7 separate regions of the Mus musculus genome follow, and all the other regions are linked to region 1. A link is a contact called in public Hi-C, HiChIP or PLAC-seq and promoter capture Hi-C data. All regions are on one chromosome and are shown on one strand. The core of a region is the stretch at or near the end of the contact, and the rest is flanking DNA. Distances in the headings are between cores, read along the strand shown. Region 1 holds the start of Mettl1 (methyltransferase like 1). Region 2 holds the start of Mettl7b (methyltransferase like 7B). Region 3 holds the start of Gdf11 (growth differentiation factor 11). Region 4 holds the start of Sarnp (SAP domain containing ribonucleoprotein). Region 5 holds the start of Dnajc14 (DnaJ heat shock protein family (Hsp40) member C14). Region 6 holds the start of Suox (sulfite oxidase). Region 7 has its middle 17 kb from the start of Erbb3.

Evidence for each region. Promoter capture Hi-C pulls out the DNA fragments that hold promoters and counts their contacts. A called contact is a pair of places that touch in the nucleus more often than the background predicts. HiChIP or PLAC-seq counts read pairs in DNA pulled down with a chosen protein or histone mark.
Region 2: a promoter capture Hi-C map of liver shows a contact between it and region 1, with 6 times the contacts expected there. The contact joins the promoter of Mettl7b here to the promoter of Mettl1 in region 1. A contact is called at or near these places in 2 of 39 promoter capture datasets (embryonic stem cells and liver) and 1 of 115 datasets of contacts at active chromatin or transcription factors (pancreatic cancer cells).
Region 3: a contact with region 1 is called in a promoter capture Hi-C map of neutrophils, with 4 times the contacts expected there. The contact joins the promoter of Gdf11 here to the promoter of Mettl1 in region 1. A contact is called at or near these places in 7 of 39 promoter capture datasets (cranial neural crest, hematopoietic stem and progenitor cells, liver and 3 more) and 1 of 484 Hi-C or Micro-C datasets (B cells).
Region 4: a Hi-C map of B cells shows a contact between it and region 1, with 10 read pairs. The contact joins the promoter of Sarnp here to the promoter of Mettl1 in region 1. A contact is called at or near these places in 7 of 39 promoter capture datasets (the 3T3-L1 cell line, embryonic stem cells, liver and 2 more), 1 of 484 Hi-C or Micro-C datasets (B cells), 2 of 115 datasets of contacts at active chromatin or transcription factors (the NIH/3T3 cell line and bone marrow-derived macrophages) and 2 of 9 other capture datasets (adipose tissue and liver).
Region 5: a contact with region 1 is called in a Hi-C map of B cells, with 6 read pairs. The contact joins the promoter of Dnajc14 here to the promoter of Mettl1 in region 1. A contact is called at or near these places in 2 of 39 promoter capture datasets (embryonic stem cells and liver), 1 of 484 Hi-C or Micro-C datasets (B cells), 1 of 115 datasets of contacts at active chromatin or transcription factors (stem cell-derived neural progenitor cells) and 3 of 9 other capture datasets (adipose tissue, liver and macrophages).
Region 6: a contact with region 1 is called in an HNF4G HiChIP or PLAC-seq map of pancreatic cancer cells. The contact joins the promoter of Suox here to the promoter of Mettl1 in region 1. A contact is called at or near these places in 1 of 39 promoter capture datasets (embryonic stem cells), 1 of 484 Hi-C or Micro-C datasets (B cells), 3 of 115 datasets of contacts at active chromatin or transcription factors (embryonic stem cells and pancreatic cancer cells) and 2 of 9 other capture datasets (liver and macrophages).
Region 7: a contact with region 1 is called in an H3K27ac HiChIP or PLAC-seq map of embryonic stem cells, with 5 times the contacts expected there. The contact joins the enhancer-like site here to the promoter of Mettl1 in region 1. A contact is called at or near these places in 5 of 39 promoter capture datasets (hippocampal neurons, liver, neutrophils and 1 more) and 2 of 115 datasets of contacts at active chromatin or transcription factors (embryonic forebrain and embryonic stem cells).

What each region holds. Positions count from the first base shown.
Region 1 is chr10:127,040,525-127,043,368 of GRCm38.p6, forward strand. Mettl1 (methyltransferase like 1) reads left to right here and starts at 1,408. Exons shown (of 6, transcript NM_010792.1): 1 at 1,408-1,546; 2 at 2,536-2,699. The coding sequence starts at 1,455. It overlaps Eef1akmt3 (EEF1A lysine methyltransferase 3), which reads right to left and starts at 870. Exons shown (of 3, transcript NM_001205036.1): 1 at 694-870; 2 at 464-575. The coding sequence starts at 870.
Region 2 is chr10:128,959,579-128,962,422 of GRCm38.p6, forward strand. Mettl7b (methyltransferase like 7B) reads right to left here and starts at 1,410. Exons shown (of 2, transcript NM_027853.2): 1 at 863-1,410. The coding sequence starts at 1,360.
Region 3 is chr10:128,890,293-128,893,136 of GRCm38.p6, forward strand. It overlaps Gdf11 (growth differentiation factor 11), which reads right to left and starts at 1,426. Exons shown (of 3, transcript NM_010272.2): 1 at 955-1,426. The coding sequence starts at 1,393.
Region 4 is chr10:128,820,299-128,823,142 of GRCm38.p6, forward strand. Sarnp (SAP domain containing ribonucleoprotein) reads left to right here and starts at 1,466. Exons shown (of 11, transcript NM_025364.3): 1 at 1,466-1,673. The coding sequence starts at 1,638. Ormdl2 (ORM1-like 2 (S. cerevisiae)) reads right to left here and starts at 1,331. Exons shown (of 4, transcript NM_024180.6): 1 at 1,244-1,331; 2 at 1-216. The coding sequence starts at 136.
Region 5 is chr10:128,804,215-128,807,058 of GRCm38.p6, forward strand. Dnajc14 (DnaJ heat shock protein family (Hsp40) member C14) reads left to right here and starts at 1,340. Exons shown (of 7, transcript NM_001359825.1): 1 at 1,340-1,469; 2 at 1,954-2,844. The coding sequence starts at 1,997. Tmem198b (transmembrane protein 198b) reads right to left here and starts at 233. Exons shown (of 5, transcript NM_178066.3): 1 at 19-233.
Region 6 is chr10:128,672,553-128,675,396 of GRCm38.p6, forward strand. It overlaps Suox (sulfite oxidase), which reads right to left and starts at 1,366. Exons shown (of 4, transcript NM_173733.3): 1 at 1,300-1,366; 2 at 1-50. The coding sequence starts at 39.
Region 7 is chr10:128,605,188-128,608,031 of GRCm38.p6, forward strand. No RefSeq gene overlaps it. Among named protein-coding and RNA genes, the nearest start is that of Erbb3, 17 kb to the left of the region's middle. Within about 2 kb of position 1,509, at least 17 of the 459 cell types and tissues checked have an H3K27ac peak or open chromatin away from gene starts, as enhancers often do. A contact at or near this core is called in embryonic stem cells, where this site is marked.

The DNA of each region.
Region 1 (2,844 bases), core at 158-2,657:
TCTACGTAATGAGTTTTAGGCCAGCCTGGACAACAAGAGAGCCTGTCTCAACCAGACTACAAAACCACACCCACACCCCCTACCCACACACACACACACACCCAAAAAAAAGAAAGGAAAGAAAAAGATATTTAAAAGATCCTAACATAACAAAGCTACAAATCTTTGATGAGGTTCACTGTCCTAGGTCTCTCCTTCAGAAAATCCATGCAAGCATTTTAGCGAAAGAGCATCTCCAGTTTTTTTTTTTTTTCACGGAAAGCCTATCTTATTTGTTTCAGGTACCCTGAAGCCAACTAGCTTGAGTGTTCTGAACACTCGTCAGCGCTGTCTGCCTTGCAGGAGAATAGAGGTTTGTTAAAAGGAAAGAACTGAGCTGAGTTCTACCCACCCCCAGGAATCCACGTCCTCACTTCTCCACACTCCAGCTCCCCTCCTCCCGCCGCAATGCCAGCTCACGCACCCTGCAGCGCCGCCAAGATTCCCACGATGCCCGTCCCCGCGCCCAGTTCGATCACCTTCTTGCCTCGAAAATCCACATTTTGACTCTCGAAATAGTCACACAGGCTCAGAGCCTATGAGGAAGGGAAAAAGAAAGTGGGAAACTGTCAGAACGGTGTCTCCATATGGGAGAGCCGGGGTCCGGGGACTGGACCTCTCAGGGACCCTCACTTAGGGCAGCCCATTCCTCACCGCATCCCACACGCGTGCCGCCACCCCAAGGCGCGACCCAAAGTTCTGCGTGATGCTCAGCTCGTGCCCACAGAAGCAGAACCGGCTGCTCTCTGAGTAAGAGTCTGTGAAGAGCCGGATCTCCCGTGGGAACACGGATTCGGGCTCAGTTTCCGGATCGGTGCGAGAGCTGGCCATCCGGCAGATAGAGTCCCCGAGCACCCCGGCCAGCGCTCGGATCCCCTCTATCGGTGCGGGGTTGAGGCTGGGGACTGCCAGCCATATGGGCTGCTCCCAGGCACCGGGCCCCGCCTCCCCAGTTCGCTCTCCTTCCTCCAGCTGGACTTCCTAGAGATGGATGGGGATGACCCCCGAGCCCGGGTACCTGGCGCACACAGAACAGGACCCACACAACACCATACGGGCCAGACTTGGTTTGAGACCACCCGGAGAGAGAAGAAATGATGCTTGAGTTTACTGTCAGAGGCGGGTCCCTCACATCCCGCTCACCTGTGGGGCGCACAGGTACCTGTGGGCATTTGAGAACCCAGACTAGGCCAGAACGACCCAAGGGAGGATGCGGGGTGCCCGGAGCTGGCCTCCCCAAAGCACGGTTAGCAATAGCAGGGCGCAGGTTTCCCCTCCCACTCCCTTCAGGGTCCTTTCCCTACGGTGCTACAGAATTTGCTCTTCGCTCTTTAAAAGGCGGGGCCCGCTGGCGGTCCGCGGGCTGCGTCATCACCTCGCGCCGCGAGCTCGGCTCTCCACGTGGACTGCGTGGCATGATGGCGGGAGCCGAAGCCCCCCAGCCGCAGAAGCGCTACTACCGGCAGCGCGCCCACTCCAACCCCATGGCAGACCACACACTGCGCTAGTGAGCGGGCCCGGCGGGGTCCGGGAGGGAGGGAAGGCGGTCGCGCAGGGGCCACCGCTAGGACTTGCGATGGAGCGGGGAGGGTTGTCCGGGTGACACGTCAGCTGAGGATGGCTTAGGGAGATTGGGCAGAAGGCGGAGTTGGCCGGCTGGGAGGGGTCGCGGTGTTGGAGACTTAAAGTCTGGGTGGACTTGCCAGCCAGATCTAGGAAGAGGGGGGAAAAACTATTGCCAAAATGAAGCGAAGCAAGTTGTCATTTCCACCTTCCGGTTTTTCTTTTTAATTTGGTTTGGATTTTGGAGACAGGGTTTCTCTGTGTAGCCCTAGTTGTCCTGGCACTCACTTTGTAGATCAGGCTGGCCTCGAACTCACAGAGATACAGCTTCCTCTGCCTCCTGAGGGTGTGCACCACTACACCCGGCTCCGATTTGGGTTTTTTAATTTATAAAAAGATAAACATATATACACACTCCTGGCCACTCCTTGTTCCATCCTCGCCACACAAAATACATAAACAAAGAGGGCTGGAGAGATGCCTCAGTGGTTAAGAGCGCTTGACTGCTCTTCCAGAGGCCCCAGCAATCACATGGTGGCTGGAAACCACTTCTAATGGGATCTGATTGCCTCTCCTGGTGTGCATGAAGACTGAACACTCATACACATAAAATGCAAAATACACGGGTAAATAAAAATTTTAAAATATACATAAACAAAGTAGTGCTCCAGTGCCTTAGGCAGTCAGTCTCTGGGAAAACCTTACACACATCAGTACCCAGAAGAACTTGGCAGATCTGCAGCCATAGCCTCATGATGGGACTGATTCACACCCTAGAAGCCAGGGGACTTCCCATTACACCTTCTACATACCACATGGTCCCTGCATGCAGAGTTTTTTTCTAAGCCTACCACCCCCCCCCCAACTCTTACACAAAATGTCTGCACTGGTATGTACAACAGTCTCATGTGTCTCATGTCTTCTTTCTAATAGCCCTGTGAAGCCAGAGGAAATGGACTGGTCTGAGCTTTACCCAGAGTTCTTTGCTCCGCTTATTCAAAATAAGAGCCATGATGATCCAAAGGATGAGAAAGAAAAGCACTCTGGGGCCCAAGTGGAGTTTGCAGACATAGGCTGTGGCTATGGTGGCTTGTTAGGTAATAAGCTGGCCCTTTTCTTGGGACAGGGAGAGGCCTGGGTTCTGCCATCTCAGCAGGTTAGAGGCAGGATTAGTTGACCTTTCCTCCTGGGACCAGACAGCAGTGACATCAGTGTGGAGAGCCTCCACCTTCCTTCTACTCT
Region 2 (2,844 bases), core at 160-2,659, 1.9 Mb after region 1:
AAAGTCATTAAAAAAAAGTCTTATTGTATTTTAAATACATTCACAAATTTGTGTTGGGCCACTTTCACAACTGACCTGGGGTTGTGGGTTAGATACACCTGCTAGATAGAGGTGTGATCCCAGCCTCTCCTGACATTCTGGTGTCCAGCATAACCCAGACATCCCAGGACTTCTGGCTATAACAGGACTTCCTCAGACCCTTTCCCCCAGTGTGCTCTTCCTAGGGAATTTGTCCACTCCCATACTGAAACTGCAGAAAAGTCACCGGGTCCAGAGCTCATTCTCTAGACCACATCTTGTTCTGACTTCCAGACCTGAACTTCTGATGCCCCGCGTGGCTTCTCTGCACAGATGTCTTAGTGGATCCTGAGACCCAGCACGTCCAGAACAGTTTTTCCATTCCAGCAAGTGGACGATTCATCCACGCCCTCTTCAGTTGTGCAAGCCAGAAACTTCAGAAATCATCCTAAATTCCTCTCTTTCCACACCCTGCTCAAACTCTCATAGACTCGACTCCCCCAACACTTCTACTTGAAGAGTTTTATTTCCCCCACCGCATCCTCCACTAGAACACTTTTAGCCTCCCCCTCCACCTCCTCCACACCATGATAACTTCTTAGACATCAATTTAAACTTCACCACCTTTGGTGTCTTCTCTAGCTTTCCTCACTCCCCTGTGTTTCCATAGTAACCTACGGTGCTCCTTCATGGTCAGATCTCCCAACCGTCAGCAGAGGCACAGGCCTAACAGGCCATTCTGATGGTGTGTTCAGCTGTCAGGTGGTGGGCTACATCAGCGTCCTTTGGAGTTGCCCTACTATGCTTACCTGCTCCAGGCCTATACCCTCCCTGGTCTACTCACCGGCCTCAGGACTCTCTGGACTTCCTGCAGGACCTTTCTGGGGCTCTGCACAGAACATAGCACCAGGGTACAGACCACCACATCCATGGAGCTGTCAGCCAGTTGTTTCATGTTCTCTCCGTAAGCCACAATGAAGCGCTCATATTGGAGGTGCCTGTTCTCAGCCATGCTCTTTGTCAGGAACTTCTCGAAGTTGGGGTTTGGGTCCACACAGGTGACCTTGCAGCCCTGTGGGTAGAACTGGAAGTTGGCACCGGTGCCGCAGCCCAGCTCCAGCAGGGCCACGTTGCCGGAAGTCCCCTTGAGATCTTTTATCTGGCTAAATAGTTCCCGTTTCTTGCTTTCCATCTTTTTGTAGGACCTGGCTGTTAGCATGGCCATGAAGTAAGGGAAGTAGGTTTTGCATATAGGCTGCCAGCAGCCCAGCAGAGCCAGTAGGTGTAGAGGTAGAGTCAGGAGCAGCACCAGCAGCTGCAGAAATAGAACCAGGGCATCCATGATACCAGCTCCTGGTGGAGCGTCTCGTGGAACACTAGAGTTTTGCCTCTGCCCAGGCTGGCAGATGTAAGTCTCCCCTCCTCCTCGGATAGGACTTTGCTCTTTGCCTCCTGTCTGGTAATTCTTTTAATGGGTGGAGCATGTATTCTTCTAGAATCATGGGTCATACAGTGTCACTGGCTTTTCAACAAGTTTTATGTCGGTGAAGGATCAAGGCAGTGCCTGTGTTGCTGTATTATAGAAGATAGTTGAGTATTCTGGCTTGCCTCAGAGGAAGCAGGAAGGGGGCCAGGTGCGGGGGCATGTTTCAGATCACAGCCTCATGGGGGCCAAAAGCTGGGAGCAGAGCAGACTTACTGTTCTCAGATCTGTTCAGGTTGTGCAAGCTAGAAACACCCTCTGGGATTTTATAATCAGCAAAATGCCTTTGTTGTAAATGATGGCCAAATAGAATGTACAGGGTTAGGCCTGATGGTTATGAGAAGGAGGGAGGTTACTGATCAGAAGAAAGATTCTGGGGCTGAAAACAGGCCTCAGCTACAGAGTGCTGGTGCTCGAGGCCCTGAACTGAAAGAGGGCAATTAAAAAAACCTGTGAAATAGTGTATTTAAAAATTTATGTATGTATGCATATATGCATTCCATGTATGCTCTTGAGTGTATGTGTGTTATGGTGCAGTTGTGGAGGTCAAATGACAGCTCCTGGGAGTTGCTTCTGTCTGTCCACCACATGAGTGCTAAGGATTAAACTCAGTTTGTCAGGTTTGTCAGCAAACATCTTTACCTGCTGATTCATCTCAACAAACTCTGATTTTAATGTTATGAGTGTGTGTGTGTGTGTGTGCATGTACATATGCATGTGTGTACGATATGTACCAAGGTGAGCATGTGGAGGTCAGAAGACAGCTTTGTGGAGTCGGTTCTTTCCTTGCCCCTTTATGTAGGTTCTGGGGGTCAAACCCAGGTCTGCAGACGTGCACAAAAAGCACTTTAGCTAGCTCAACCATCTCACTGGCTCTAAGAAGACACTTTTTTTTTTAGATGAATACTCATTTCAAATTCAAGGCCTCTAGACTACATAAGTAGAAGAAAAGGAGGAGACAAGGAAGGAAAGAAACAAAAAGGGCAGGCAGGGAGTGAAAGAATCTGGAGACCTGAGATTAGTCCTGGTTTGGCTATGAGCTCTGTGAGAATGTTCTTACGTATCAAACAAGGAGAAAGAAGCGGTGTGGGGTCCTTACATGACTTCCAGTGTCCTGCCATGCTCCTGCATTTGTATGACCTATGGAGAGTGGGGGTAAGAAGCAAGAAGCTGCCCCAAGAGTCCTTGGGAACGTGATGACAACTCAGTACAGTTAAGTTCACGACCAGGTCAGGGCTGGCATTGATGAAGGGGTTCTCCCAGCATCCTAGTATAAACTCCTATGTTGTTAAAGTCCTGGTTTCTTTTTTTCCCTCATATGCCTGAAGTCTCCCTTAGTGTCT
Region 3 (2,844 bases), core at 176-2,675, 1.8 Mb after region 1:
AGGAGGGGGGGCTTGCCAAACCACTAGGGAATAGAGAAAGCCTGGTTCCCTGGAGTTGGGGGGGGGGGGGACTACAGTCAGTGGGGGAGGGGAAAGGGAGTCACCTGACCCTAGGGAGAGAAGGCAGTGGGGGCGGTAGTATTGGCCTGGATTTTCCAGGCCATAAAATTTCAAAGCCGCTCCTGTCTATCAGAGTGTTCATCCTCCGTTTGGCCAGGGGCTCGGATGCCTGGGTTCTCCCATCCCCCTCATCTAGTTCTTTCTCCCTGGGTCTTCTTTGGCTCCAGCTGTGGGTAGGACAGGGAGTGAGCACGCTAAGATGAGAGTAACCAAATGATACTCGTTAAGTGGCAAGCGCAGTGGAGTTGAGTTATTTGAGCTCTTTCGGTACCAGGAAGGAACAGCTCTTCTAGGTCCTAGGGGATACCCAGTGCGAGATCAGGTGCAGAAAGGAGAGGTGTCAGCTGAGTTGCTGAGACGTACACCGGGTTTGGGTCCTATGCCATGGCCTTAGAGGAACACTTAGTTTTTCCGAAAGCCGGTGGGCGCCTTCCGGAGCACCGGGCAAGGAGTTGATGCTGGTGCCAGAGCAGTGGGAAGATGGCACTGCGGCCCAGCTGAGACTGCACGGGTCACGGAAGCTCCCCACCTAACGCTCCAGAAAAGTCACTGTAGGGTGCCAGTTTCTAGGACTACTTCAACTTGAATCTTTTTCTCACAAGGGATGGAAAGCAATAGCTCACAACCTGCCTGGTTTGGCCCCCCTCCCCCAACGCGCCATCCTCCACCCCCCCACCCTAGAACGGGGCGTGCACTCAACTCCGCTGCCCATCTTCTCCGCTCAAAAAGTTGTGTGGAGTGGCCCGGCTCCCCAATCCGTCAAGTTTTCGCAGAAAGGGCTTCCGGGTCCTTCCCGGACTGCACCGCACCGCGCGCACCCCGCAGCCCACTTACTCTCCTGGGCCATGCTTATGACCGTCTCGGTGGTAGCGTGGTACTCGTCCTCTTCCAAGAAGTCCTCAGGCTGCAGCGCGTCGCCTTGGAAGTCGTGCAGATCCAGGATCTGCTGCAGCGGCGGCGCCTTGGGCAGCAGCTGCTTCACTACCTCCCGGCTGATGTTGGGCGCCTCCTTGAGCCGCAGTTTGCTCAGGATCTGCGACTTGATGCTCTCTAGGCGCAGCTCGCGGCTGTGCTGCCGCCACACGCACACGGGGCAGCCGTCCGGCTCCGGCGGAGCGGACGGGGCCGGCCGGCTCGAGCGCTCCCCCCCGACCCCGGCCGCCGCCGCCGCTGCCGCCGCCGCCGCCGCGGGGCCCTCGGCCGCCTCCCCCCGGGGCCGCAGCTCCAGGGCGAGGAGCAGGAAGCCCAGCAGCAGCGGGGCCGCGAGCACCATGCTGCAGGGGAGGGGAGGACTGGGGGGCGGGGACGCCGGAGTCCCGCGGGGAGGGGGCGGAGGGAAGAGGGAGGAGGAGGGGGTCCGGGCGGCGCGGGATTGGGGGCTGCCCGGCCGAGGGGGGGCCGGGGGCCGGGGGCGGCGGGCGCACGGGCGGGGCGGGCGGGCGGCCGGGGCGGGCAGCTGGGGGGGCCCAAGCCCGGGCCGGGCCCTTTATAGCCCCGGCCCCCGTGTCGTCAGCGGCCGCGATTGGCTGCGGAGCCAACAAAAGAGGTAGCGCTGTCATCCGAGGCGAGAGAGGGAGCCGGAGAGAACCGAGGAAAAGAGAGAGAGAGAGAGAGAGAGAGAGAGAGAGAGAGAGAGAGAGAACACGAGCGAGCACGGGTCCAGAGAAAGATGAAGAGACCGAAAGATGAGGGGGAGGGGGGGAGAGGCCGTGAGGGACCGAGTCAGAGAGATCGGGGACAGACGGAGCGGTGGGTAGGGGTTGGGGGTGGGGGAAGAGGCAGATCCAAAGATACCCAGATAGGAAGGGAAGAGGGAGAGACAAAAGAGAGAAAAGAAGTCACAGAAGGGAGAGACTTAGCTAGAGAGCAAGAGCGAAGACTGAAGACGACCAGAAAAACTAGTGGGACAGTTAAGAGTGGAGAGAGTCAAAGACAAAGGTAGAGCGCAAAGAGGGGTGGCTAACCGAATTCTACGGAGTCGAACAGGAGAGAGCAGGAGAGGTGGGCAAGAGAACGGATGGGTCAGAGGGAGCTGATGGTACCCTGCGCAAGAGGGAGAGGCAGAGACAGGGGATACCTTGGAGGTAGCAACCCCTGAGGAGGCAGGTGCAGAGAAAAGACCAGGGGAGGAAGTAACACACACAAGTCAGCCTTGGTTGGAGCGCAAAGAGACACCCAAGGGGAAGAGGTGGAGATGTGAAGAATAGCCTCAGCTACCAGAGGTAGCCCAGGATGTTTAAAGAACCCATAAAATGGAACATCAGGCTGATTTATCACAGGGATGAAGGCGGTCAGGAGAGGAAGAGGCCAGGGACAAGCTGAGAAGTTGACAAGTACTGAGCCCGGAAGAAAACTATCTAGGAGGCCTGTGATCTTGAGATTGAGGTTTAATAGAACAAAGAGAGTGATCGTGATCGGGCTGGAAAGGGTGGGAGCCATGAGGGGAAGAGCCAGATGAGGGATGAGGTAGGGCTTGAAAGTGGTGCTTGGCGAGGAATCTGGACCCTCTCTCTGGGTTCCTAGCTACGTCTTTGTGTTTGTAAGGTCTTACATGTCTGAGAAAGCTTGAAGTTTTAGGCGTAAGGGTAAGAGCAGGGTCTATACTCAGATGTCTAATGTGGAGATAGCAAACCCCAAGGGGAGCCACTCTGGAATGGGACCAGCCATGGTCTTCAGGTGTGGTCCTAAGCGCAGCCAGACAGCTCAGTACACGAGGAAGACAGT
Region 4 (2,844 bases), core at 216-2,715, 1.8 Mb after region 1:
GAATGCTGAAGAAAGGGATGCTGAGGAGAACCACATGCAGCAGTCCTACCAAGATGATGTAGGCCAGCCAGATGCCCCGACTGTTCATCACTCGAGTGTTGGGGTTTACTTCGCTGTGTGCCACCCCCACATTCATCCTACCACAGTGAGGGATCAGGCAGGAGTCCAACTCAGTCTCCTCATTAGCCCTGATTGAGCTTGTTCCCCAGCTGTCTCCTGAAAAGCCAAAATCCCCTGAAGTCTTGGGAATGAAAGAATTTCCCTACCATGCAAAAAAAGGAAAAACTGAACACTTTGTTAAAACTTGAGAAGAGGTGAAGCAGCTGGGTGTGGTGGCTCATGCTTGTAATCCCTGAATTTAGGAGGTTGAGGCATGAGAACTGTTTGACCTTTCTCCAAAACAAACAAAAAGGCAAGAGGGTCTTCGAAATGACTAAGGTGGAAAAGGTATTTGTCACCATGCCTAAAGACCTGAGTTGGATCCCCAGGACCCATGCAGTGGAAGGTGATAACCAACTCCGGAAAGCTGTCTTTTGACTTCCGTACCTTCAGTTGTTAGTGTGTATACTCACACAAGTGGGGTTTTTACTCAGATCTTTACATTTCAACTAAATATAAAGCAGTAAGTTTAGACTGTGAGACCTATTTGAAGGATCGGAGGAATCGGGAGTATTTTAATTTACTTTCTTGAGGAAGTTAGTGAATTATAAAGAGGTCACACATACCCAGAGTTCCACAAGAAAGCTATTCAGTTAATCAAGGGACCAATAAAGAAGGCACTGAGAGTAAAGCTACCTCTAGTTCCCATCCTTTTTTCCTGGGGCTTGTCCATCCTGTCTCTCACCCGCTTGGCATTGTCAGCAGCCAAGCAATTTCATCCCTTCACTGAACGTGGGGCGCTGCAAAAACTTACCCAATTTTTAAATTAGTCTAGGAAGGGGTCTGAGCTCAGTCCCTCAAGAAATGGGAGTCCTTCCCTTCTAGGAGCGGTTTTAGTTTTTAAACTTCTGCAAGCTCTAATGCCTACTTTTGTTTTTTGTTTTGTTTGTTTTAACCCGCTCTTGCCTGTCCCACAATTCCCCAAATCAATTACAGAGTCCGCCCATGCTCCTCCCAGAGTCCCAGTTTCGCATGTCACTTTCTTCACGGGATCTCTCGAATCTAAGGTTGTCGTTTCGCCGCCCTTCCCAATACTCCCACCGATTTCTCTCTGTAACTTTTTAAAGTTTCACGGGGCCCATACCTGCCAGCTTCAGGAGCCCGTCCGGCTTGGGGCACAGCGCTGGCTCTTACACCTGTGGTCTCCAGGAAGTGGCCGACTTTCGCCCTGTCTGCGCTCTCCCTATTGGCGGAACAGAATCCGCGCTGTCCCCAATCATTGGTTGGTTACGCAATGGAGACGTACAATTGGTCGCCTTTTCTCTCGTTAGGCCATGCAAACCCCGCCCTCCCCTGGATCCACCTTTTTAGAGAGCCGTGGAAAGTGGCCAAGAGGCGTGAGAGCGCCGCCGCCGCTGACTAATGGGAAGAGCCGTTGGTGTGAGGTGGGAGCAAGAGAAACAGCGATTGGTTGGATGAGCCTAAGCGCCTGAGGTGGGGGCCAGCGGTGGGGGTCCGGTGGACTGAGGCGCATCAAGATGGCGGCCGAGACGGTGGAGCTCCACAAGCTGAAGGTACCGTTACGCGGGGAAGGCTGAGGTGGGGTTTCCTGGAGCCTAAATTCTACGCGGGGCCCTGCGCGGCCTTATTCCACGTGTTTTCCTGTCAGGCGCCCGCTTACACTTCTTTCCTGGCTCCCGTTGTTGTTTTGTGCCTCCTTTCTTAGGCCTACCTTGAACTTCGTTTCTCCTCAGTAATTTATCGCTATCGTTACCTGGTGTTTACCTGCTGTTACCTGTTCTTCTCATTGTTTTTATTACCTGCCACCCTTCCCTGCTCGGCTGTGAAGCGCCTTCTATCTTTTATACCCCTTTCTCATTTAATCTTCATTACGTCAGTGGTCCTTCCCCCGTGTCCCATGCTGACCCAAAGTTATGGTTTGTTTGTCCGTCCCCCCCGCCCCCCAACGGATTGATGTAGTCACTCCTCTTGTCCCAAAGCTGGAATTCCTCAGTTAACATATAGTGGCATTTTTGCATGTTTTGCTGAATATGTCCCAAACATAACCCAGAAAGTGCTTCCGTTCTCTTTTAACAAGGTGGGGTTAAGACCCCGCACTCGAATTTTTAAAATCAAGGAGAGGAGAGGCCTTAAGATAGGTTTCTCGGTGGAAACCTGGGGTAGAGGCTTCTCCAAAAGGTTGTAAGATGGCAAACACATCAATCCTAAAAGTTTTTCGAGTTTTCTCAGGAGGTTCTCAATGACCTGCCCTCCCTCCCCTGACTATCCTACCTCTAGAGAGAGAACGTGTAGGGTAGATAGCTGTAATATGAGAGGTGTATGAAGTATGTTTGAAAACCTTAGGATTTTGTTTGTCCTTTTAACCTTTGGGAAGGATCCCAGCTCTCTTGATGTCACCCCCAACTCCCTTTTTGGGTCTATTTTTGTTATTTCCGTGTGTCTGTGTGAGTATATGATGGATGCATGCTCTTGGAGGTTAGAAGAGGGTGTTGGATCCCCTGGAGCTGGAGTTACAGGCAGTTTTGAGCAGCCTGATGTGGGTGCTGAGAGTAGAATAATTTGGGTCCTGAAGAGCAGTAAATGCTCTTCACAACTGAGACATCTTTTCAGGATGCCTTGGTGTCACTTCTTGATAACATTCTTGAACCACAGGATCTATTGAGTTGTACATTTTGGTAACCCGAGGTTCTTTTCTTGTATGTAGACTTGCCCTTCAATTATTAT
Region 5 (2,844 bases), core at 90-2,589, 1.8 Mb after region 1:
AGGGTGTTAACTACTCACCACCCTGCAGGGCTGAGGAGAGCAAAGGGGTGGAATTGCTTTCCTAGACCTCCAGCTTCATTCCAGCCCAGAGGTCCTAGGCACACGGGTGGCTGTTGGCCGCAGGCACCCCCTTGGGCTACTGTGCTCTGTTGCTCCCTAAACTCAGGCAAGTCGGAGCCCAAACCCAGGGAGCTAAATGCAATTAGCTTGGGGGCGGGGGTGTGTGTGGGGGAAGGAGACAGGGAGTGTGTATGGGGTGGGGGGGGGGGAGGATGACATCACGGGGCGGGCCCCCTCAATCTTTACCTCTGTCTGTGGGGGAACCCAGGCTACCCACTTCTCTAATCTAGGAGGAGGGACGCCCCCTAACCATAGCAATGAAGAGTTTTGTGACGCCCATCAAGACTAAGACGGAAGGTCTCTGAATGCTAAGGAGATTAATTACCAACTTAACGTTTTCAAAGCCCAAATAGGGTCCCAAAGCACCCGCTGGTCCAACTTGGTTTCTTCCACTTCCCAGAGAATTGGAGTATTGTCTTCTGGGGAACCGGGTGGTCGGGAGCCGGAGAAGGGTTTTTAACTAGTGCTGGGTGGGGGTGTTCATGGGTGGAAAAAAAAACTTGTGGAGCAAGACGGGCCTGGCAGGGACACTGGCAGAACTGTAAGGCTTTAAAGGAGTGCAGACGAGAGGTTCCATCAGGGTCTGCGTAGGGGTTGGGGAGCGTGCTGGCTTCGACCCAAAGCTTACTATGTAAATGAGATGCAAAGCAGCACGCAGATGAGTGCGGGGTTCTGTTACGCTGGACTAGGTTCTGAGCTCCGTGGAACCAGGTACCCCTAGCCGCATTCCCTGGCCCGGCCCTTACGCCGCGTTCACAGGGGGCGGATCGGCGGCGTGGAAGCTCGCCAGTTGGGTCCAGGAGAAGTGTCGCGTCTCTTTAGGGGGCTAGCTAGTCCGGGACACACACTTCTCCGCAACCTCTTGGCTGGACAGCCGACAGGGAAGGGTCTGGGCGAGCAGGGTCGCTGGCTCCTCTGCGTGCCCTGGGTGTCTGTCTGCACGCCAAAGACGGTGTGTGCTTCGGCAGCCGCCCTTCATCTCCGTTTCAGCAGCGACGACGAGGAGTACAGTTCGCAGGCTTCAGCTCGCTTACGGCGGGACCTGCGTGGAGGCGGAGGGCCCTTTAAGGGGTGGGGCCGGATGCTCTAGCACCGCCTCCTCGATTGACTCCGCGCCCGCCGCGCAAGTGAGAGCCTCGGCTAAGCGCTTTTCTCTTCCCTTCGCGACCTTTTCCCCCCCCCCGGTGACCCCGGAAGTGGAAGTAAGCGGCCGTGGCGGGGACGGAAGGCGGAAGCGGAGCGTGAGCGGGAGGCGGAGCCGGGGGAGCTGCTCCTGTAGCTCCCCCTGGCAGCTCCCCCTGGCCTCAGGCGCAGCTGCTTGAGGAGGGAGGAGTTACCGCTGCTGCTCGGTACGTCGCCTTCGCCCCTGGTACCCCGTCGGTGGGTTCTCGGGTAATCTTTTGCAGGGGCACCTCGAAGCTCCGCCCTCAGCTTTTCCTCTAGCCCTGCACGGTCCCCACCCTTTTCTGACAGATTGCGGCCTCCCTCTTTCAGGCAGTCTTTTTTTTTTTTCCTAAGAGTTACCCCCCCACCCCCCCGCCGCCCCGACCACACCCTTTGCGGCACCCCCCCTCCCCCCCATTTCTCAGATTGAAGATTGTTAGCTTCTTGGAGGAAGAAGAAAAAAAAATTAAGATTTCGGGAGTAAGGGGGTTTCTGAGGTCCGGGTTGGTGCAAGCAGGTTTGTGGTCTGCCTAACTCACGTTTATTGTTAGGGATAGCGAATTTGAGCTAACACTGCCTGGGGAGTGGGTACATTGAATATGTCATTTTGAGATTGTTTAACTCTTGGTTCTATCCTTGACCATTCCCAACTTGATATCTTTGTTACAGGCAATGATGGCAGTGACCTAAAATCCTCAGGAAGCCCGGGGTCATGGCCCAGAAGCACCCGGGAGAAAGAAGGTTGTGTGGAGCCCACCGCAGTGGTGGTACCTCCCTCAGTACATCAGGATCCTCTGTGGACCCCGAAATACTTTCATTCTCAGGACTCAGGGACTCAGCAGAGACTGCTCCTAATGGTACACGATGCCTCAAAGAGCACTCCGGCCCTAAGTACACACAGCCTCCAAATCCAGCCCACTGGTCAGATCCAAGCCATGGTCCTCCAAGGGGTCCAGGACCACCTAGAGGAGGAGGCTACCCTGATGAGAGCGAGACAGGTTCAGAAGAGTCAGGAGTGGACCAGGAACTCTCAAGAGAGAATGAGACTGGGTACCAGGAGGATGGGAGTCCTTCTTTTCTTTCCATTCCATCTGCTTGTAACTGCCAGGGAAGCCCTGGAGTCCCCGAAGGAACTTACTCCGAGGAAGGAGATGGCTCTTCTAGCAGCCTTTGCCACCATTGCACCTCTCCAGCCTTGGGGGAAGATGAAGAGTTGGAAGAAGAATATGATGATGAGGAACCTCTTAAATTTCCCAGTGATTTTTCACGTGTGTCCAGTGGAAAGAAACCCTTGTCCCGGAGGCAGAAGCACCGTTTTCTGATCAAGGAGGATGTTCGGGATAGTGGACGCAGAGAACCCAAGGCCCCAGGTCGTCATCGGCTGGCCCGAAAAAGAAGTCAGACAGATAAGCGCAGAGGCCTGGGACTGTGGGGAGTAGAGGAACTATGTCAGCTTGGACAAGCAGGCTTCTGGTGGCTGATTGAACTTCTGGTATTGGTGGGAGAGTATGTGGAAACCTGTGGCCATCTCATTTACGCATGCAGGAAGCTGAAAGGCAG
Region 6 (2,844 bases), core at 116-2,615, 1.6 Mb after region 1:
AAGCCTCACAACCACGGATCTGTATAGCTGCAGCAGCATCGTGGCAAGACCTACAACAAGAAGATAGATTCTAGGTTTCAAACCAAGAAAACCCCATGTTTGGGAGACCTGAGAGTGCATGGTCCAAATGTGTTCTTAAGAGTACACTTGGAGCACTTCAGAGACACACTGTGCCGAAAGGAATGGGGGTGGAGTGGGGATGGAAAGGTACAGAGGCTTCTAGAAAGAACAATGCCCCAGGCAAAGGGACTAAAGGACAGATTAGAGGTTTGCCAATTTTTTTTCTAATGATGCTGTGTATTGAACCTAAGGTCTTGAGAATATTATAACTCTACCACTGAGTCATATCCTCAGCCCCTATTTTATAATTACTTCTAAATTGAGACTGATGAAAACAGACAAGAGGTGGCTGCAACCTAATGGGGTGAAGGAGCCAGAATCCTGGAAGCAAACTGCCTGGGGTTTGCAAAACCAGGCCTTGTCATTAACCAGCTCCCATGGCAACACAGCGGGCCTCTCTGAACTTGTATCCTCATCTCTACCCAGAGGAACTGATACGAAGAGTAAACAAGTAATAACATTCACTCAGACCTTTCCTCTTTTCTCCCTCCACCCTTCTAAAATAAATACCCCATCTGAGAACTGAACCTCAATTCAGAGTCTCCACCCTGACCTCGTAGTCTATGGCATTCTAGTGATCTCAGCAAACTGAGCAGAGTCAATGGCCAGGGTGTCAGGGGATGGGCTAGAGAAGGAAGTTAATTTTTCTGCTCTCTGTCCTGCTGAGGTGTCTTCCTCACAACCTAGTGCCTCTCTGACCTAGGATGGTCAAAGTGGAGAGTAGTAAGAAGCCGCTGGTTGCTGAGATGCTAGGGATGGGACTCTTACAAATGGCGAAGGAAGATGGAAAAGGCGAATTTTTCTCCTCTTTACGCCTGGGCCACGGGGATCCCTACTCTTCCTGCCATCTACTCTTAATTTCAGCAACCTGCTTTTTACCAGCCCCGTTCCAGGTTTGGGAGGAGCGGCCTGCTAAATACCGAAATGCTACTCCGTGGTGCAAGAGTAGTCCTTACTCTCTGAGACACTTTAGGTAGGAGGGTGTGTCTGTCCAGAATTCGGACAGAACACCAGCCTGCGACCCCAGGAGCACACCGACATCATATATGGAGATACTGGTTCTTTTGCTACTGCTAAGATTTGGAGGTTGCTCCAAGTTACTCCAAGATTTGGCGGCACTGGCCGCCTTGGTCCCACCGTTGCCCTCCCTCCTTTCTCTCCCGGTCGCAGTCCCCTTACCCGGCTGGATGTCGGCAGCGGAACAATTTCACCCGCCCCGTGCAGGGCTAGAGCGGCCCAGAGCGGAGGGGCGGGGCGGGGCGGGGCTCGGCCGTGACGTGTACAGTTTGTGCAGGCGTCCTGACGCCCCTCGCCGGCTCCGCAGCTATTGGCCCCTAGCTTTGCAGCTGCTCTTGACGAGGACTGTCAACTGTCGCCCGGTCGCCGGGTCGCCGGGTCGCCGGGTCGCCGGGTCGCCGGGTCGCCGGGTCGCCGGGTCGCGGGGTTGCGAAGCTGGGGGGCGGGGCGTCGCCGGGTCCTGGATGGTACAGGCCTCTGCCTCCCGGGGACCGGGGTCACACACTGGTGACCAGAGCAGACCGCAGCTCCGTAGGGAATTGTGAGGCACAACTGATGCTCTGTATCTAGACAGTGGAAGGTGACAAGGCCTTGAAAGGTGGCCACGAGAATGGGGACCACATTCCCGGGGAAAACCCAGGGTTTTGTCCCGCGCCTCGGTAGTTCGGTGTTGCAACGTTGAGTCCTAGGGAAAGCAAGGCCAGGAATAACGGCAGAAATGATGCCCAAAATAGTGGCTCAACGATTCCCAGAGTGGATTTCTGAAGTGTGAAAACAGCAATACCGAAAAACCATGTTTTATTTGAGACAAGGTCTCACTATGTAGCTCTGGCTGGTCTGAATCTAGCTTTGTAGACCCTGCTGATCCGGAACTCCGGAGGTAGATTTGTCTGTCTCTGCCTCGAGTACCTCACTTAAAAGCATGCACCAAAGTCTGCGTGATGAATTTTTTAAAAAGCGTCTACTTAAACAAGAAAAAAGGGCAGTTTAACAAAAGTATAAACATTGTAGTCTTGTATATAAAAGGTAAAGGACAATGATAGAAAAATTTGCTATTACTCTTAATCATTTACTAGAGATTGAAATTTTGACATTCACTTTGGGCTCCGGGAACAAACATTCATAGACTGCCCTCTAGAGACCAGAGGGTTGAGCTACAGTCGCATCAACTTAGAACAAACTTTTACATCTGGAAGTTCATCTTTGTCCATTTATGTTTTTTGATTGTTTTTGGTTTTTGTTTTTTGAGGAATTGGGCTAAGAATCCTGAACAGGGAAGTGTACTCAGAAAAGGGGACGTGATAGTGAATAGGTGATATTGACTCTAACGTTTTTGGGAGTGGAAAGGTTTTCAGCCTTTGCAGATTATCATCCGAAAGGTTGGTTCTGTTTTTGTTTTTATTTTTTGAGGCAGGGTTTCTGTGTAGCCCTGACTGTCCTAGAACTTACTGTGTAGACTAGGATGGCCTGGAACTCACAGAGATCTGCCTGCCTCTGTCTCCAGAGTGCTGGGATTAATGTAAAGGGCACATCCAGGCCCTGTTGTTGAAAATAAAGTTTCAGTTGGTGTTACAGTGCCAGAGTATGATTCCAGCTGAGGCCGGCCATGATTGTACACAAAGACCCTGTCAAATATGTACTTGGTATGGTTTCTCCGTCCATCTACTAATGCACCACCTTTATTTTAGGGAGCTACTATCTCCTGTA
Region 7 (2,844 bases), core at 259-2,758, 1.6 Mb after region 1:
TTGGAGAGGAAAGGGTTTATTCTGCTTACACTTCCACATTGCTGTTCATCACCAAAGGAAGGCAGGACAGGAACTCACACAGGGCAGGAGCCTGGAGGCAGGAGCTGAAGCAGAGGCCATGGAGGGTGCTGCTTACTGGCTTGCTTCCCCTGGCTTGCTCAGCCTGCTTTCTTATAGAACCCAAGACCACCAGCCCAGGGATGGCACCACCCACAATGGGCTGGCCCCTCCTCCCCTTGATCACTAGTTGAGAAAATGCCTTACAGCAGGATCATGGAGGCATTTCCTCAAGGGGGGCTCCTTTCTCTGGGACAACTCCAGCTTGTGCTAAGTTGACACACAAAACCAGCCAGGACAGTGACTGTTTGTTCTTTTGCTTGAAAGCCTCACCAGAGAGGATACTCTGCTCTGCCCAGAAATTTCAGTGGGGAACTCCAATTGTTGCTTTAAAGGAGCTTCTGTCTGTCTGTCTGTCTGTCTACCTGCCTGCCTTGCCTACCTTCTTACTTACCTGCATACAGAAGCTGGCTTCTGTCTATGTATGTATGCTGGACATACATACATACACACAAGAAGGCAGAACACTCATGTGCATAAAAAAAAAAAATACATTGACCCAGGCAGTGGTGGCACATACCTTTAGTCCCAGCACTTGAGAGGCAGAGGCAGGTGGATTTCTGAGTTCAAGGTCAGCCTGGTCTATAGAGTGAGTTCCAGGACAGCCAGGGCAACACAGAAAAACCCTGCCTCAAACAAACAAGCAAACAAAAACAACAAACAAACAAACAACAACATTGAAAAATATTATTTTATCTTTTTTTTTTCAGAGCTGATGACTGAACCCAGGGCCTTGTGCTTGCTAGACAAGCACTCTACTGTTGAGCTAAATCCCCAACCCCCCAAAATATTTAAGAATATATTTTTGTACACACATGTACATGGAAGCTCTCCTTCTACTATGTGGGCTCTGGAATTGGCTCAGGTTGTCAGACTTGACAATGGGTGGCTTTGTGGAGCTGTCTCAGTTCTCCTCCCCTGCACACTGCAAATATCCCCCTCTCTCCCTCCCTCCCTCCCTCCCTCCCTCCCTCCCTCCCTCCATGGGATTACCTGTGCTTAGCACCCATCACTGCATTTCCTATTATATTCAATAAAGCTGTTAAAACATTAATCTTCTGAGAGGCGAGGACTGTTCAGGGCTAAACCCAGGACCTTACAAATGCTAAGCAAGTGCTTTACCACTGAGGTAATTCCAAACTTTGTTTTTGTTTTTTATTTTTTTGTTTTGTTTTGTATTTGTCTATAAGGGCACTGGCGATCAGACCCAGGGCCTCCTGCATGAGTAGGTGATCTCATTGAGCTATGTTCCAACCTGAAGTGCTGCTTTTGCTTGTTGTGAGTCAAGATCTCAGGCAGCACAGGCTGACCTTGAACGTTTGATGCATCCAAGGATGGAGAATGGCTGAACTCCTGATCCTGGTGCCTCCTCCCCCACCCACCACCCTGAGGGCTGGGTCCCAGTGCTATCAAATTGGGCTGCACACTTTTAAAAAATCAACTGTAGAGTTGGAGTAAGTGTGACATACCTAGAATTCCATTCTTGGGGGGTGGAGGCAGGAATTCATGGTCATTCTCAGCTAAAGGAGAGTCTGAGCCAGCCTGGGCTATTTGTGATTCTATCCAGCCTGTGATGCTATCTCAAAAAAAAGAAAAGAAAAAGAAAAAGAAAAGGAAAAAAGAAAGAAAGAAAGGAAGAAAGAGAGAGAGAGAGAGAGAGAGAGAGAGAAAGAGAGAGAGAGAGAGAGAGAGAAAGAAAGAAAGAAAGAAAGAAAGAAAGAAAGAAAGAAAGAAAGAAAGAAAGAAAGAAAGAAAGAAAGGTAGGTAGACGGGGGGGCTGGAGAGATGGCTCATCGGGTAAGAGCACTGACTACTCTTCTGAAAGTCCTGAGTTCAATTCCCAGCAACCACATGGTGGCTCACAACCATCTGTAAAGTGATCAGATGCCCCCTTCTGTTGTGTCTGAAGTAGCTACAATGTACTTATATACATAAAATAAATAATTCTTTAAAAAGAGGAAGACATATGGGGGAAGGACTTTTTTTTTCCGAGACAGGGTTAGTGAAGAGTAGCGAGGTGGAGCAAAACCAAACCAATTCTCAGTGCTCGTCTCCCACTGTCTGTGGGATCATATTTATACTCCTTCCTCAGCATTCTTTCACGTATCTGCTATAGCAAAACATCCTTTCACCTGTGCCTGCTTCAGGAAAACATTCTTTACCATGTCTGCTTTAGCAAGACAATCTTTTCACCTGTGTGCCCCAGCAAAACATCATTTGACATAATTGACTTTCCAAAACTAGACGTTTCCGCTTCAGAGAAGAAGGAACATGATCAAAATATATTGTATGGAAAGAAGTAGGGGGGTTTGTTTTGTTTGTTTTGAGACAGTGTCTCTCTGTTTAGCCTTGGCTCTCCTGGAACTCACCGTGCTGACCTCTAATTCATAGAGATCTCCTGCCTCTGGCCTCTAAGTGTTGGGATTAAAGATATTCAACACCATACCTGCCTATAAAATTTATTTTATTTTATTATTTTTATTTATTTATTTATTTAGTTTTTTTTTTCAAGACAGGGTTTCTCTGTGTAGCCCTGGCTGTCCTGGAACTCACTTTGTAGACCAGGCTGGCCTCGAACTCAGAAATCCTCCTGCCTCTGCCTCCCGAGTGCTGGGATGAAAGGCATGTGTCACCACCGCAGGGCCATAAAATTTATTAAATGGCAATATTTACAATAATTCAAAGATTGCTTGACTTTGTGTAGGTGTGGGTATGTCATGTACATGC